2 separate regions of the Gossypium hirsutum genome follow, and region 2 is linked to region 1. A link is a contact called in public Hi-C data. All regions are on one chromosome and are shown on one strand. The core of a region is the stretch at or near the end of the contact, and the rest is flanking DNA. Distances in the headings are between cores, read along the strand shown.

Region 1 (7,894 bases), core at 1,420-3,919:
TTCCATTATGTTTTCCCCGGAGATAACAAAAGCCATCTAACAACTGCTCCAAAACTTCATGAAGCCTGCTCCATTGTAGTTGCTTCCTTGCAGTTAGGCCTTAACTATTCATACTTGTTTCTTTAGCTCTTTTCTTGATAATCTCAATCAACTGGCCAGCTCTTGACACAGCATTTTCAGATAAAAATCTATGCTTAACAAGTTCTCTCGGATCATTACATGTTTTTAGCATATCAGACAACTGCCTTATGGATGTCCTCCTTGCTTGTGACGAGTCCTCATCTCCACCATATGTATTGGGCAATTTTTTGGAAGAATGGATAGAACTCATAATACCACATAGTTTACTTGCCATCTTTGTCATTCCCCTTTTCTTTAACTCATCATTCATTCTCTGGAAAGTGAGGTATTGTGGAGCCAAACCCCTTTGTATCATGTCCTCAAACTCCCAAAAAGCATCTTCAAACCTATGCATTTTGCAAAGCAAATGAACCAACATAGTGCTAGAAGCCAAGTCCCTATCGTATCCCCTCGCCATCATTTCTTTGCTAACCTGAACTGCCAAGTCCAACCTCTCCTCCTCACACAGAAGCTTCAACAAAACCTGGTAAGTAAGCCGATCAGGAGTATGACCAGACTGAATGATCTTTGTATAAAGGTTCATTGCTTCCTCAATTTTCCTGAATTTCAAGAAATATCGAAAGAAATAATTGTAGGTTGTAGTGGTTGGGATGCAACCCCTGCTAATCATCATCTTAAGTATTTTACTAGCTCCTGCTAAATCTTTGGACTTGCAGTAACCTTTTACTAAAGAGTTATATGTCGAAATATCAGGGCTAAGTTCACAGAATAAAACTCGTCCCATCATCACTAATGCATCCTTTAACCTACCTGCTTCCCCAAGTGCATCAATAATTGGATTATATACTTTTAAGTTCGGCTGAATTCCTACTCCCTTCATTTCATCAACCAATTCCATTGCCCTCTCAACACGACGCATAGTACAGTATCCTTCTATTAAGGTACCATATGATACAACACTAGGTGACACACCATTCTTTTTCATGTCCAACCAAAGTTTCTCTGCATGCTTGAGCTTTCTCAACCGTAACCATCCATTTAATAGCATGTTATAAACCTTGATTGATGGAACCCAACAAAGATCTGTCTCCTTTTTTCTAGAGAAATATTCACTTGCCACCCCAACGTGCCCTTCCTTACATAGGGAGTCCAAAATTATTTCAAAAAGATTACTTTTGTCATTAGAACTGCAAATTTTATCTAAACAGCTTGCAAATTCAAATGTCCGGATAGCAGGCTGAGTCATACCTGCATGATTATATACTGCATCACTAAACCAAAAGAAATATAAAATTCAATGGGAAATTTAAACTCTTTAAAGAAGGTTTATTTTCTTATCATGTACTAATTTTAAATGATCATATTAACTTAATGATTCAATGTTGAGTTTCATTAGACAAGTACATTTACCTGCTCAAATATAGTAGTAATCCATAACTTCTAAGTCCAAAACAAATATCTTATTCACAGAGTTGCAAATTCATCATCGAATTGGTATATACTGCACATGTGAGTAGATATACCTGCTCCAAATATGGGACAGTAGTAATCCATAATTTCTTGGTCCAAGAACAATTTCTTATTTACGGATTCGCAGATTCATCATCGAATTGATAAAAAACTGAACATGTAAGAACATACACCTGCTCGAGATATAAGGTAGTAGTAATCCATAAGTTCTTAGTCCTAAAACGATGTCTTATTTACATATATCGTCTCGATATATAGGATAGTAATGAGCCATAATTTGTTATTCCGAATCCAATATCTTATTTAGGGATTTGCAAATCATCATCTATATACCTACCTTAAATTCGTTAAGAAAACAATATTGAAGGTCAATAATGCAAAATGTAGACACAGAAATAGAATGTGAAGGATTGCTTTATCAGGAATTCAGGAGTCCAAGATTAAATTTCTAGGAAAAAGCAAGTTCAAAGCTTTTTACGCAAAGCATGAAGGAAATTACCAGAGCGAGCGTATCGTCTGATCAAAATTATAAAGGTATTGACAGAAACCAAATTGGAGTCCTCCTTCCCAACATCAATCCGATCAAGAACCAAAGTCCAGGCGTCCTCAAACTTCCTAGCTTTACCAAGAATATTGATCATCGAATTAAACAACGTCGCAGAGGATTCAAACCCAGGTTTCTTTTCAGCCCAAAGAAATAAATTATGCAACAATTTTGGAGAAGAATCAAAGCGCTCGAATATTGCTTGGACCAGATCCGGGTCAGGGTCTACCCTTGTTTGGTCCAAAGCGGACTCGAAAGATGAACTGGAGGTAATGGCTGGGTCTTTGAGGAGATTGGAGATGATGGAAATTTTGTTTTGGGAGAAACCTGAGGTGGGAGTTGGGTGAGGTCTGGTGTTAGAAAGAGGAGATGAAGAAGGTGAGGGCCACTTCATAGAAGGATCACCTTTTTTGGAAATCCGTGATTGATCGGAGAAGAATAGCCTTCGCAGATAATTTACATTCAGAAGAAGGAAACGGCGTTGCTGCTGGTAGAGAGACTTCATTTTTCTTGTCTTCTAAAGAAATCCTGAGGTTTTAGGTGGGTTTTAACGGTCGTATTATCGTTGGGTAAAGACCCAAAGAATTTGGAGAAATTTGAAAGCCCATTAATATTGGCCATGATCTTGAGAATTTTGAAAAATTCCCACTCTAACACTGCATTTGAGGCCCAAAATGTTAGAAATCGAACGTTTAGAAACGAAGAGAAAATCCAAGAAGCATATAGCAAGCAGGAAAGTAGAGAGAAAAAAATGGCTCCACTAAACTAGCATAACACCCCAATTATCAGGTAAATTGTAGACAGTGGTGCTTTAAAAGAACAAATAGAAAAAAAAATAGATGGTAGTTTTTGGTTATTAATGTTTTTGTAACTATACTACCAATTAATAGCATTCCCTACAGGAGCACTTCTCCCTGCATTGCTCCATAGGCAAAACTACATACATGGAAGCCAGGAGCCTTGCCCCCATGATACCAACTCCATGGGCAAAGCTAAGCACCAAGACTTGTCATTTTCATGTGGTCTAATCATAATGAGCAAAGCAAAGCAATTTAAGTTGAAGTTGCAAGCATTTGTGCAAGAATTCGTTTTCAGCCATTTTGTGAAAAAAATTTATTTAATAAAATTCTGCCTTTGTGCATATTTTCCAACAGGTTGTGTTCTTTATTGCTTTCCAAATGAGCTTTTGTATGTAAAAATGTTTTTCCCTGAAAAGTAATAAAAAATAGACTTCAGTGGTAGTAAATTTTCAACTTATTTGAAGTGCTTTTGGGCATATGAAAAAGCATAATTTTTTAGCTTTTTCAGCCAAAAAATACTTTTGGGCTGGTATTTTACTTTTTTAGCCAAACACAACGCTAGTTCTTTGTTTTCATCTAGAAAGCACTTTGCTTTCATCTCTTCATCACTGGTTCTTTGTTCCTCTGCTGGTTCTTTGTTCCTCTTCTCCACTGAAGAAGTCTCTGGTTCTTTGTTCCTCTTCTCCACCACCGGTGAGTTTATCTTTTTCTTCTCTTCTTCTGTATATTTTTGTTTGTCTTTATTATGGGATTGATTTTTATCATTATTTCTTCTGTATATTTTCTCCTCTTCTCCACCACCGATGCTTCTCTTTGGAAGATTTTTTTCTCCCATTCAAAGCCCACATTTTTATTTATTCTCCCATTCAAAATCTCTATACTTTTTGACTTTTAGAACGAATTCACCTCTCGTTTGTTGTTACAATGCTGATTTTTTATGCTTTTGTTTTTTGTAATGTGACTAGTAAAGAACACTTGAAGAAGAAGGGGTAAATGCCAAACAATTTCTGGCATTTTAGTTCTAGCATTTTAGTTCTACAATTTAATATAGTAGGACGGCATTTTAGTTCTAACATTTTGTCGAACAATTTTTGGGCAGAATTGATCATGCCAACTTTGCTGTAAAATACCATCAGGCAATTTAGTGAGCCTTTCAAGGAAATATCATTATACCAATTTGTTTATGGTTTGAGTACTTACCATGTTCATTAATAACAATAGGGTTCTGGTCATCCTTTTTAGCCTGGTCTTGAGGCATAAACGTTAGATGCACACTACTAATTTCTACATGTGTTTGAGTAATAAAACCAGCTGACCAAGCTTCTAGGTAAATCATTACTCAGCTTTGATACCATGTTGCAATACTCATGATGAAGTAGAGGTTGTTTAGTGATGACAATATCGAATTTGGCAAGGTACTATATAATTGCCTATTTGGACAAAAACATTCCAATTCAAAGGTTTAACATGTTTGTTATTTCTGCAAGGTCTCTATATTACTAATACTTGTTTGCCAATCAGGATATATACTTATAAGGGTACCTTTGCTACGTAATCAAAATCTCCCTGAATTGGACCAATGCAATGACTGATAAATTTTGGTTTTTAACAGGTACAGAGGAAGATATGGGCAACATTTTAATCTGTTTCAAGTTATAGATATAGGAGATGGATTATATAGTAAATCAAATGTTGCAGAGAGCTGGATTGTTTATATTGTCTCCAGCCAAGCAATTATAGTTATTTGGTCTGCCTTTTAAGGATTATCAAACTTGTTTCTTAGTGACTATATATTATTATGATGAATTGTTACTTTTGCTTGAATGTATGGTTTATCCATGGTTGAACTCTCTTGTCTACCTTTGTTGTCTCCAATTCCTTTTTTCTTTTTATTCAATATAGCCATTGACAGTACATGTTTTTACTTGTTTTTGTGGATGCTAGTCACTATAAACATTAGAAAACAACCTTAAATTTTTTACCACAGTTTTATCTTGTAGTCAATTCAACAGTTTTCAGTTTTGTCTCCTATTCAAAATTTGTACCCCAAAGATTAAAGTCGTCTTATCCATCTGCTGGTGGGATGCTTTTACAATGGTTGTTAAATAAGCTATAAGAAGGGACAAGTCAAATGTTCTGCAACTCATATAGTTTTGTCTCTGTTTTTTAGGATTTTCATGCTAAATAACCAAAAAGCATATGTTTTTTTAACTATTATTGTTATTATTCAGTATGGATATGAACAAGCTGCAAGCTTGTATTGGTACACAAGTAAAGCTTAAATTACATTGTGATTAGTATTGTATGTGAGGTCTATTCAAGGAAGTGTGTAAGCTGCAAAGTGCAAACAAGTGGTCATAATTAATAACAAGTTTCAGAAACTAAAAGATTAGATGAATAATGTAGCAATGAAATCATAACTGACCTCCACACTTGTATCTGATCGGACGGTTGGCTATGTTGCATCGTTTAGGGATTGTTATGGCGATTTCTGGCTTGATTCCGGACGATTTGGCAGTGTTGGAGAGCATAACAGCACAGAGGCAGCTTGGAATTAACAAGAGATGCTATAGCTTCTAGTTTAATGAATTCACTTTAAATTGTAAATGCTATTGTAAAATTTTTAGTATTTATATTTGGTATATAAATATTATCCCTTTTAAAAACTTTAATCCAAATATATGTAATATTTTAATTTGTTAGGTTTATGTTTTCTATATTATGTTAATATCTAATATGAGTTATATATTCAAATACATTTTAAAATAAAATAATAAAAATGTGTTAAAAGTATTAATTAAAAATAAAAAATAATTTTTAAAATAATACAATTGTGTCAATATCTAATTACAAATATTTAATTATTATATTTAAATATTTAAATATAGTTTATATATTCTAATTAAATTTAATAAATAATTAATATTAATTACTTAGAAATATTTAAAATTAATATTATATATTAAAATATTAACAATAAGTTATAATAAATTATTTTTTTTATATTTTTGCTAAAATATCATAATATTAACTAATTTGAACATTATTTAAATGCATATTTGTTACTTTATAATATCATGTCTAAAATGGACATTTTATTCCTCAAAAGCAGTTTTTGACAGTAATACCAAACACTCAAATTTTTCAAAAAGCATTTCTCAAAAGCACTTTTCCACAGCACTTTTCAAAAGCACTTTTCAAAAGCAATAAAGAACTGGCCCTTAATCATTGTCTGAAGTTAGGATTACTTATCAAGTTGTTCAAGAAGTTGTAGCATCTTTGATTTTTCATGTCTCTTTCATCGATGTTTCTAGTTTCAAGTCAATTAGGGGTTCCATAAGAAGATTGATTAATTGGCAATTTTGATCATAAGTTCACCATGTAATGTCCCAAATCTCTGGTATAGTAAACAATACTGTTTTGGGACCTAATACAATGAAGCTTTGAAGAGAAAAAGAGTTTAATAAGTGAAGTCTTAAGGAATTATTTTATTTTTAGAAAAGGGAATTGCGAGAATGATTGTGAGTATGAGATATTGATATTAGAGGCCAAATCGCAATTTGAAATGTTAGAGGATTAAAATGCAATTTGACTAAATTGAGGAAATATTAGTTAATAATGATTGCTGGACATTAGGATGATTTGGAATATGTATTATGATGAAGGAAACCACTTTATGGACTAAATTATAAAATTCAAAAAGTATGAGGACCTAAAGTGCGAATTTCCTAACGATGAAAAAATAAGTTAAAAACCATGAATGAACTGCCGTACGATCGGAAGAGTAAGTGTAAAGAAAAAAAGGATTTGGGGACTAAATTAATGGAAATGTTCAAGGACTAAATCACAAATTTCCCATCTTATCTTGAAATGACCTAAATGCAAATTTCTGCATGGACTATTATTGATTATGGATGATATGTATAAATTATTGAAAGTTTGAGGTATTAAGTGCCATGAATGGAATAAAGAAATATAGTAAGTGAAAAAGGAGCTAAAGTGCAATTTTACCTCATAAGGGGCATTTTGCTCATTTTACATGGAATCTAACTAGAAATATTATATTTTTTTGGTCGAGACCAAGGTATCCACCAACGACAATAGTGACTAATCCCCTTGCATGGGTGCTCTTCAAAGATGTAAATGGTTGGCCATAAAATATGTTTTATTCCCATGAGTGAGGATCGAAACCCCAACAATGGATGAAGTAAAGTACCACCATTTGAGATAAAAAAAATTATTGATGTTATCTTTTATTTTAAAAATTTTTGATATACCAAAATTAACTAAAATATTATCCTTAATAAAATTTGAAAAATTCATGAAAAAATCATATAAAATTAGTTTCAAGTGTTTCTAAACTCATAACATTGATTAAAATGATTTAGAATATTTTTTATTTGATTAATGTAACATCTCCAAATTTTTTATCTGACATGTGGCACTATTCCGATAATAAATATAGTGAATTTTTTAGAAGATTAGAAAATTTATCAAGTAACAGAATTATTATCATAATAAAGTGATTTTGGATATAAGAATTAGTGAAAAGAGTTTTAGAAGTGAGAATGTGACAAAAAAGACTAGATTGTAAATTTTGAAAAGTTTGAGGACTAAAGTGCAATTCTGACCCAAATGTGAAAAGCAAGTTGTTACCCGTAGTTTTTCTAATGTCTTGATATAACAAAGTCAAATTATAAATTCTCACTTAGTCAAATTTGCAACCAATTGATATAAGCTCTCAAAATTATTCTCAAAGTGTTTAGAAACTCAAAATTGAAAATTCCTTTGAAAAATATTGATTCAAGACCAATTTTAATCTATTGGGACACTTCGACTGATACAAGCGAATACCTACATCGATAGAACTAAGCCAAAGAGCACATAATGCGAGTCTCAAGGCCCAATGTTAGTCCTATGGATGTGATGGGCTTACACTACCTTAAGGCCCAATAGCAAGGTCAAAGGCCAAGCAAATCAAACCAAGATTCGATAAAGA
Region 2 (7,894 bases), core at 3,788-6,287, 180 kb after region 1:
GGAAGAAGCTGTTCAGCACCAACTTGATGCATTAAAGTACAATGACCAACCTCGACAGGATTACGGGATTGAAGTTATGTACAGAGTAAATTCCTGAAACCATATAGTTCTCTTCTCTTTCTTCAAGTTGACTGTTTTATAACGTATAATTTATTACGCCATTAAAGTTCTGTTTTTGGGTATGCTCTTTTGACAGTTTGCAGGATTTGATCCTTTTGAAAGGTCTACATATTTTGGACCCTTCTTTGACCTAGGACAGGTCGGTCAGTAGGTCGATAATGAATTTTGCAAACTTTTAGGATTCTTGTTCTATAGATGCTGATGCTTTTTCTTTTTGGCTGGTTTTCTTCTGCTTTCATCTTCATATAGTTCGAGCGGTTTAGGAGAATTTTTCACCATTCAAGTTATCGAGTATTGCTTGGTCACAAGGAGAGGAAGATCTTGAGCAGTTTGTTTGTCAAGGAGGTATTGGATTAATTCACGTAGGTGATATGTTTTCGGACCTTTGCCAGTTTGTTACCTTGTTTTCTTTCTAATCACCTGTCATTTTTTTTCTTGCATCTTGGAGTAGAACCAATTCAAGCAACGGGTTTGGATACTTGGAAGTCGTCCAAATGAGGAAGAAATATTCGAGTTTACAATGGTGCAGGTTTGTACGTCGATCTTTTTTGCTAGTCTTTTGCAGTTCTTCCCGGGAACTAATAATACCATTTGTGCTATATAGCATGTTCTTATGTGTTAGTCTCAGGGACATCAGCTGGTAAGAAATGTTATGAACTTTTTGTTTGAATGTAAATCCTGCAATGTTATCATATGGAATAGGTAAAAGCCTCTTGCTCAGCCATTTCAGTTTTAGCAGAATTTCCTTCTTTTAAAAGATCGAATCATCCTTGAACCAAGGGTATGCTTGATTGAATGGAAATATGAAAGGATAAAAGTGGAAAAAAAATTAAGTGAGCCTGGTAGAAAAGAAACGAGAAAAATGCTTATTTTACATCCTAATGCGTAAAAACAATTGGACTGATGAGAGGAGAAAACAAGAGGTGGTAGTTCAAAATGATGCCTTTTACAAAATATTTTGTTCTTTCATCTTTCTTTTCCATTTTACTAGGCAATGAAGGGGTAAAAAATTATTTTTTCTTTCAAGATTTCCGTCATTTCTACTAAACACACCAATGAAAAGAATTGTATTTTTCAGCCTTTCAATTCTCTCCACTCTACCAAGGAAACTCTAAACGTTTGCTGTTTACGATAAACACATGGTAATTCACTAATTCATGTATTGAAACACTGAGAGTTGTTTATTGTCATATGACCTGGCTTCTAATGACCTTCAAAATATATGAAACAAACTTGAAAAAATTTAACATTTCTATATCAAACTTACATACTCAAATTTGAGTAACATAGTTTTCTGGTTGTTTAATTCCCGTTTTCAAGACATTTGAGGAGGGAAAAATAGGAGAGAACCAACATGATCACATCTTATAATGAAAAAATATGGGAGACAGAATGAACTAACAAAATGTAGCTTTTGATTAGAAATTTGGAATTGAACACTTAGTTCCTAATACCTGTTAGTAGCTTGTTTTTGGCAGAGGATTGGTGGTTCATGGGATGGGTATTGGTTGACAGAGAGTTTACATCATGACGGAGATGCATTTGCCGGTGGTTTGGCTTACTGACAACAGTCGACGCGGGTTGTCTCTGAATTACGTGTGTATCTCACACATTCATGTAGATAATGCCACTTCCTGTCATGACCAGCCTCGTCAAAACTATGTAAATTTGAACCTGTGAATATATTTTATATATTTGTCAACATTTTTTTCTTTTTTTTTTTCAGTCGTTTATCATGTTAGATGACACCATTACAAATCAAATTTTAAAATTGTTGACTAAAGGAACTAAATCGAATGAATAGTTCTTAAATAAAATTTTATCCTCAAACATGTGGCCTTTTATTTGTTTTTATGAAAGGAATTCTTAAACGGGTTTGATTATATGTTCACAAGCATTTTTGTTTGTTTTAGTTATAGTTTAAAGTCAAGCATGCCTAATTTTAAACTAACTAAACTTGAAGCAACTTCTATTAGACAAATGTTTTGCTACAAGTACATTAGTGAAAATTGAAAATAGTGATCAACCCCTTGAAGGGTTGAAACAGGCCAAAACTCAACAGATACCGAATATCTTACAATACCTAAATTAACATTCACACAAACCATACCAATTGTATCAAATTCGGAGAAATGTAGTGATTGCATTTTGCTGAAGCAACAAAATCATTTAATGACATGAACCGGCAATGGTCACATTGACTAACGAAAGTGTTGAACAAGACTAACAAAATTTCAACTCAAAAGATAAAAAAAGGACACATTTATAAACCAATCACAACTGGCATCATTAACGCCATATCTCATGTCATTCATGCAACACAGCATCCTTATCGTCAAAATAATTCCCAGAAGTATAGGAATTGATCAAATTCACTAAGATAACAATAACCAATTCCTCTAGAGAACATTACCAGCTTTTAATTGTTATTTCTTCGCTTGTGATGGAGCGGTGAACTTGGTGAGAACAAAGCAGTCGGGAGGGTCAATGTTTGTGTAATAGTTCTTGATTGTCTCCGTGATTTCAAATCCAAATTTCTTATAGAAGTTGATGGCATCTTCATTGTTTGTCTGAACATGCAAGTAGATTTCCGGTATCTTTTGCTTCGAACAGAGATCAAGAACATGGTTCAATAGCCTTGTACCTGCACAAGATTTTTAACGAACTATGGCTTCTATTCAGAATCAATGGGAACATAATTTTTCAGCAAAAACATGCGGAGGCAGTTAGTTACACTCTACATTTCTTCATCGTTGACCTCATTGCAATTTGCAAAAGACAACCATTATTGTGCCACTGAACATGTGCAGATATTTTAAGAGTGCGAGTGAAACAAGAAGTGATCAGATTCAAATTATAGGTATTGATAATGTTAAAGGACAATACTAATATCATCCAATTAGTTTCTTGCATGACCTATTCCAAGGAAATGTTGTTTGTCTACTCACCAATTCCTAGCCCACGATATGGTGCTAAAACACCCAATGTCATGATGTACACACGGATGGCCCCACCTTCCTTCTTTTCCAGCCGGCAAGCAATTGATCCGACACAGATGTCACTGTAATATGCTGAGTTAGCATGCAAAAGAGTGATTATTAGAACAAAATACTAATTTTTGGATAACACAGGCCATTCTCCAACTTAAGCTCTAATCAGGTCTCAACTCATGTAATAGCTATGTATAACAATCACATCATCTGTTACGTGAATATGCATGAGTCACCACAAACAATTTATTCCGAGCCATCAAATTGAATAAAAAATAATTAATTACAGCTTTCTAACCATCAATGTGTAACATAGTAATTGATATCATATGATGAAGCCACTGTGACAGGGACACTACAAACATGCTCTGCACATTCATAAGATCATAGAGTTAAAAAAGGATAGAGTTGCTCAAAACTTCAATTGAGTGTATTTCTTAGAGCATGACTTGAGGATTAAGGAGAAAATAAAACAAATATGCAGTTACCAAGACAGAAGGAAACGGTAAGATAACTTCTCTTCAAAAAGTAACAGGTTTTGAAATTTCTACAGTTTCTGTGAAAAGATGTAGACCATCAAGCTCAATAGGTGCCCTCCAATGCAAGGCAGCAAATTTCAGAATCAGGAAGTCTTTAGCCTGGGTTTTTATGACTTTGAAGTTCACCAGAAAACTTCAGGGATAGCTACTACCCGCTATTTAACAGTGTAAAAGCAATGCAGGATAAGGATGTATTAACATTACACAATATGCAGAAGATCATGGAAGAAAAGGTGACTGGACCAGCTAAGATTGGTAACATATTTGAGTGTAAGGCAGCACAAGCACAACAGCAGAAGCAAAGAGTGTTTTTGAGGCATGTTTTCATGAGGATGAATGGTGACACGCATTTTTAGAGTTCAATAAGCCCAGAATATTGACCATTGAAAACAAAACACAATAAATAGAGCAAGCAATTCAATATAGGTCGGGTTATCTAACCTAAACTATCTAATCCAACAAAGAATTGCTTGTACCAATGATCACATGAGAAGACACTAAACTGATAACCGAAAACATGTTAACGGTATCGAAGGTCACTCATTATCAATCAGTGTAGGTTGTAGTTTCAAGACAGCCAAGTTCATCATTCAGTAACTTGAAACATCAAGGATAAAGTTTCTGGTCTTGGAGAATGTATACATATTAAACCATTTTTCAATCATGTATAATCAAATGCCAATATAAATCAAACTGGCCCATAAAAGGCCATCAATCTTCCGATGCAAAGAACCAAAAAGCCAAAATCAAACGCAGAAATCAAAACCAACAAAATAAATTCCCATAATAGGATACTAACTACATACGCAGAGGGAAAGAGAACAACAATAAAATTCCCAATAGATGGCATATACTAAAGAACACAAAAGAAAAAAAAACAAGATTAAAAAAGAAACCAGTGCAAAGGAAATGCCAAACAACATTGGACCAACCAAAAAGAGTTCAACAACTTTCAAAAGAAAAAAAAAATGGAAACCCAGAAAAAGATTAGGAAAAACGGAGCAAACCAAGCTTGGTGAATTCGCCAGAAGCGAGAGCATCGGCGTAGTACTTATCGTTGTAACGAACAGGGAAGAGAGCTGTGTTGAGCTTCTTCAGCTGCATCACGTTCTTGTCCCTCACTCCATCAAGTGATATTGCTACTTCTCGCCCAGCCCCCATTTCTTAACTCCTTTGCGATCTATTTGGTCTAAGAAAACAAAAGACTTGCAGAGGGGATATAATAATGGTGTGATGAGGGATTGTACAGAAAGACTTAGATTTCTTGTACGTGACAAAAGAGGAAGGGTAGAGGTTGGCTTTTCAATTTACAGCGACGGTGGAGGGATTCGCTACTCTTGGAACTTGGGGTTTCTCGTTTCCCACATTTAATGGATTTTATGGTTTTATTGTGTACTATGATGTTCGAAGGTCAATTTTTTCCCAATATTTTGGGTTTGGGCCTTAGTTTCTAAATAAAAGAGACTTGCACACTCGGTGGCCTGCTGAGCTGATAACAACTCCTTGGCCTGCATGGCCAGAAGAACTTCCCTTTTTTTTTTAACGAAAGAAGAGCATGAGTTAATATATCTGCGCCATCTAAAAATTTATGATTCATGCCCCCTCCCAACCACCCTAATTTCAGGATATTTTTTCAATGTCACATCTATGTTTTTTCTCCTAACTCATACACTAATTTATTTTCTGTTTGAAGCATGGTTTTCTTTCTCTTTTCTCTATCCTTGGAGAACTATAACTCTTCTATGGATTTTTCCCTTTTTCGCTTGTCATTTGGTACCCTTGATCAATGAAGTCAAAGGAAAAGATTATCCGCCTGATGAAATGATTAGATTGCTTAAGCTTTGGACAAAGACCTCCCTCAAAGCTCTCGTTTGCATTCATGCATTGCCACCCCTCTATGGCTCCTAACGCCAACCCCAAAGTACAAACGAACAAGCTGCCCTCTACGAAGACTAACCCTCAAGGGTAAAGTGAAGTGGAGATTGTTTGGTGACATTAGATAATATAGCTTGATATCTAGTTTGGTTGTATAAACCTCATTTTTATGTTTTTATTTTTATCCTAAATGAATGAATGAATGAAAAAAACTTAAAAAAAACCCAAAAACAACTTAAACTCTGCAAACCAGGAGCAAAAACTTAGGGTGAGTTTGGATAGGCGGTGCGTTTACCTGCGGTTAGTGTAAAAATAGAGGCGGCGGTAAGATAAGATACTGTAGCGATACTGTAGCGTGAGACAAAAAGTAAGCTAAACGCACCGCACCGCACCCAATCGTCCATCCAAACCCACCCTTAGTCTGCTTATCAAGAAGAAACACAATAATAAGAAAATGTAAAATATAGGATATTTTATATAATTTTTTATGACCGTAAAAAGTTGTGGGTGTTCAATTTTCAAAAATTGTGCAAACTATTTTTTTTCTCTTTCATGTTACAATAATTATAGTTTATATTTTAGTTTAATTAATAATGGTGATTTTATTATTTAACATTATATTATACTTCAAAAAAATCAAATTCAACTGGCACACATTTATACTAATGGTTATTACAATTTATTAATTCAATCTCACTCATAAAAGATTAGTAGAAAGTTGTCAAGCATCTATCAACTAACCTCAATAATAACTTTCAAACATAAGATATTATAAATGTTAGAACTCCTCGTTAGCATATTTTAGTTTTAAAAAGTATATATAATTTGTAACACATTACGTCCGATTCGATCGTTAGATTCAGATATGGAACGTCACAAGTCAAAACCATTGAAATCATTAACCTTTCTTTTTAAACCAACTTTCAAATTTGGCTAGTGCCTGATTACCAGAGCAGTGTCTCGTTATTTTGAAAATTTATATGGTTGAAAATGAATTAAAAATAATACAACGCTACTTTAAAAGATTAAAGACATGAGTGATAGCTTTAGGCAAAAGCTTAGAAAATATCTATAGGCTTAAACGAAATTTCCTATCGAGTTACTGCTCGAGCAATAATTTAAAACTCAACTCAATTTAATTCGATAACACCATTAACCACGTTTAATAATAAGCCAACAAGGCTACCCATAAACATTCAAAAGTACAAAATATCATTTTCAAAATACAGTTTTATTACTTTCAAATGGCGGCATCTAACAATCGTCCTAATACCCTAAGCAAATACATGTTACCCACAAAAAACAAAGAAGGCTCATAAATGGGTCGCTGATCTGGCTAATTCCCTACTATCACAATGTTGAACCTAAGAACATGAAAATAAAAAGAAGAAACTAGGTAAGTTCGTAAGAACTTAGTGAGTTCTTGGGAAATAAAAATCCTACAATAAAAACCTTTAAACATTAAGAGATTAGATTTGAACTGACAAACTAGCACGCCATATTTGGAGGATACAATTCTCTTTCTCATTCGAAGAATCCGCTGGCGGATACTACCGTGATCAAACTCAGCCTACAAGCAGACACTAATTGTCTTTGGAAACTCGCATATAATGGACACAAGCATAACTGTTATAACACCCCAAACTCGACCGAGTTGGTACAACCCAAATCTGGCGTGCCACATTAGTCACCTAAATGACTCTTCTTTTAATTCCCAACCAGTCCTACAACACACCACAATTTACATCATAAAGGTAAGTTATGTTATCACAATGCAGCGGAACCAAACATGAATCATAATACATAATGAGCAAAAGATGTAATGGCATAAAACATGTGAACACATAGCACTTGCTTTGTATAAGAAAGAAGGGTTCATATAACAAATAATAAAGTTTTCAGGATTTGCATATAAGTACGTAATTACCTAAGACTTACCTTTAAGGTTTCGCATATGTCATACATCAGTGGTTTGCGTAATAATATGGGTTCGCATACAATAGGCTTCGCAACAAGAAAGATCATACATTCAAGGATTCTCATACTTTATCCAGTTTTACAAATATATAGGAGTTTTATGTACAAGAGTTCTTGTGACACCCCTAAAGTGACCCTAGTCGGAAAGTGGTTTCGGGACCACTAAACCGAGTCATAAAGATAATTAACCGTCATAGTTGATGCTCATTATATGTACATATGCATGTGTGAAAATTTCATGTTTGAATTTTGTTAATAGTAAGTGAATTTTATCAAATAGGACTTATGTGAGAAAATTTGGAAATGTGCTAGGCAAATGTAAAGTGGCCTAATAATGCATGTTGTGAAATGATGGGTTTGCATGTCAAATTACCCAAAATTAAAGCATAGTGG

Evidence for each region. Hi-C and Micro-C count contacts between places; a contact is called where the count stands out from the background.
Region 2: a Hi-C map of leaf shows a contact between it and region 1, with 1.7 times the contacts expected there. The contact joins the promoter of LOC107918018 here to the promoter of LOC107918048 in region 1. A contact is called at or near these places in 2 of 34 Hi-C or Micro-C datasets (hypocotyl and leaf).

The regions. Positions count from the first base shown.
Region 1 is chrD08:25,319,316-25,327,209 of Gossypium_hirsutum_v2.1, forward strand. It overlaps LOC107918048 (pentatricopeptide repeat-containing protein At5g11310, mitochondrial), which reads right to left and starts at 2,670. Exons shown (of 2, transcript XM_016847549.2): 1 at 2,051-2,670; 2 at 1-1,329. The coding sequence starts at 2,600. The coding sequence ends at 101. It overlaps LOC107918042 (a long non-coding RNA gene), which reads left to right and starts at 2,987. Exons shown (of 2, transcript XR_001689884.2): 1 at 2,987-3,588; 2 at 4,508-4,742.
Region 2 is chrD08:25,495,235-25,503,128 of Gossypium_hirsutum_v2.1, forward strand. It overlaps LOC107918018 (N-alpha-acetyltransferase 50), which reads right to left and starts at 5,038. Exons shown (of 3, transcript XM_016847509.2): 1 at 4,657-5,038; 2 at 3,069-3,191; 3 at 2,368-2,764. The coding sequence starts at 4,810. The coding sequence ends at 2,547. LOC107918006 reads left to right here. Exons shown (of 7, transcript XM_016847489.2): 3 at 1-85; 4 at 197-259; 5 at 370-465; 6 at 572-649; 7 at 1,599-1,822. The coding sequence ends at 1,685.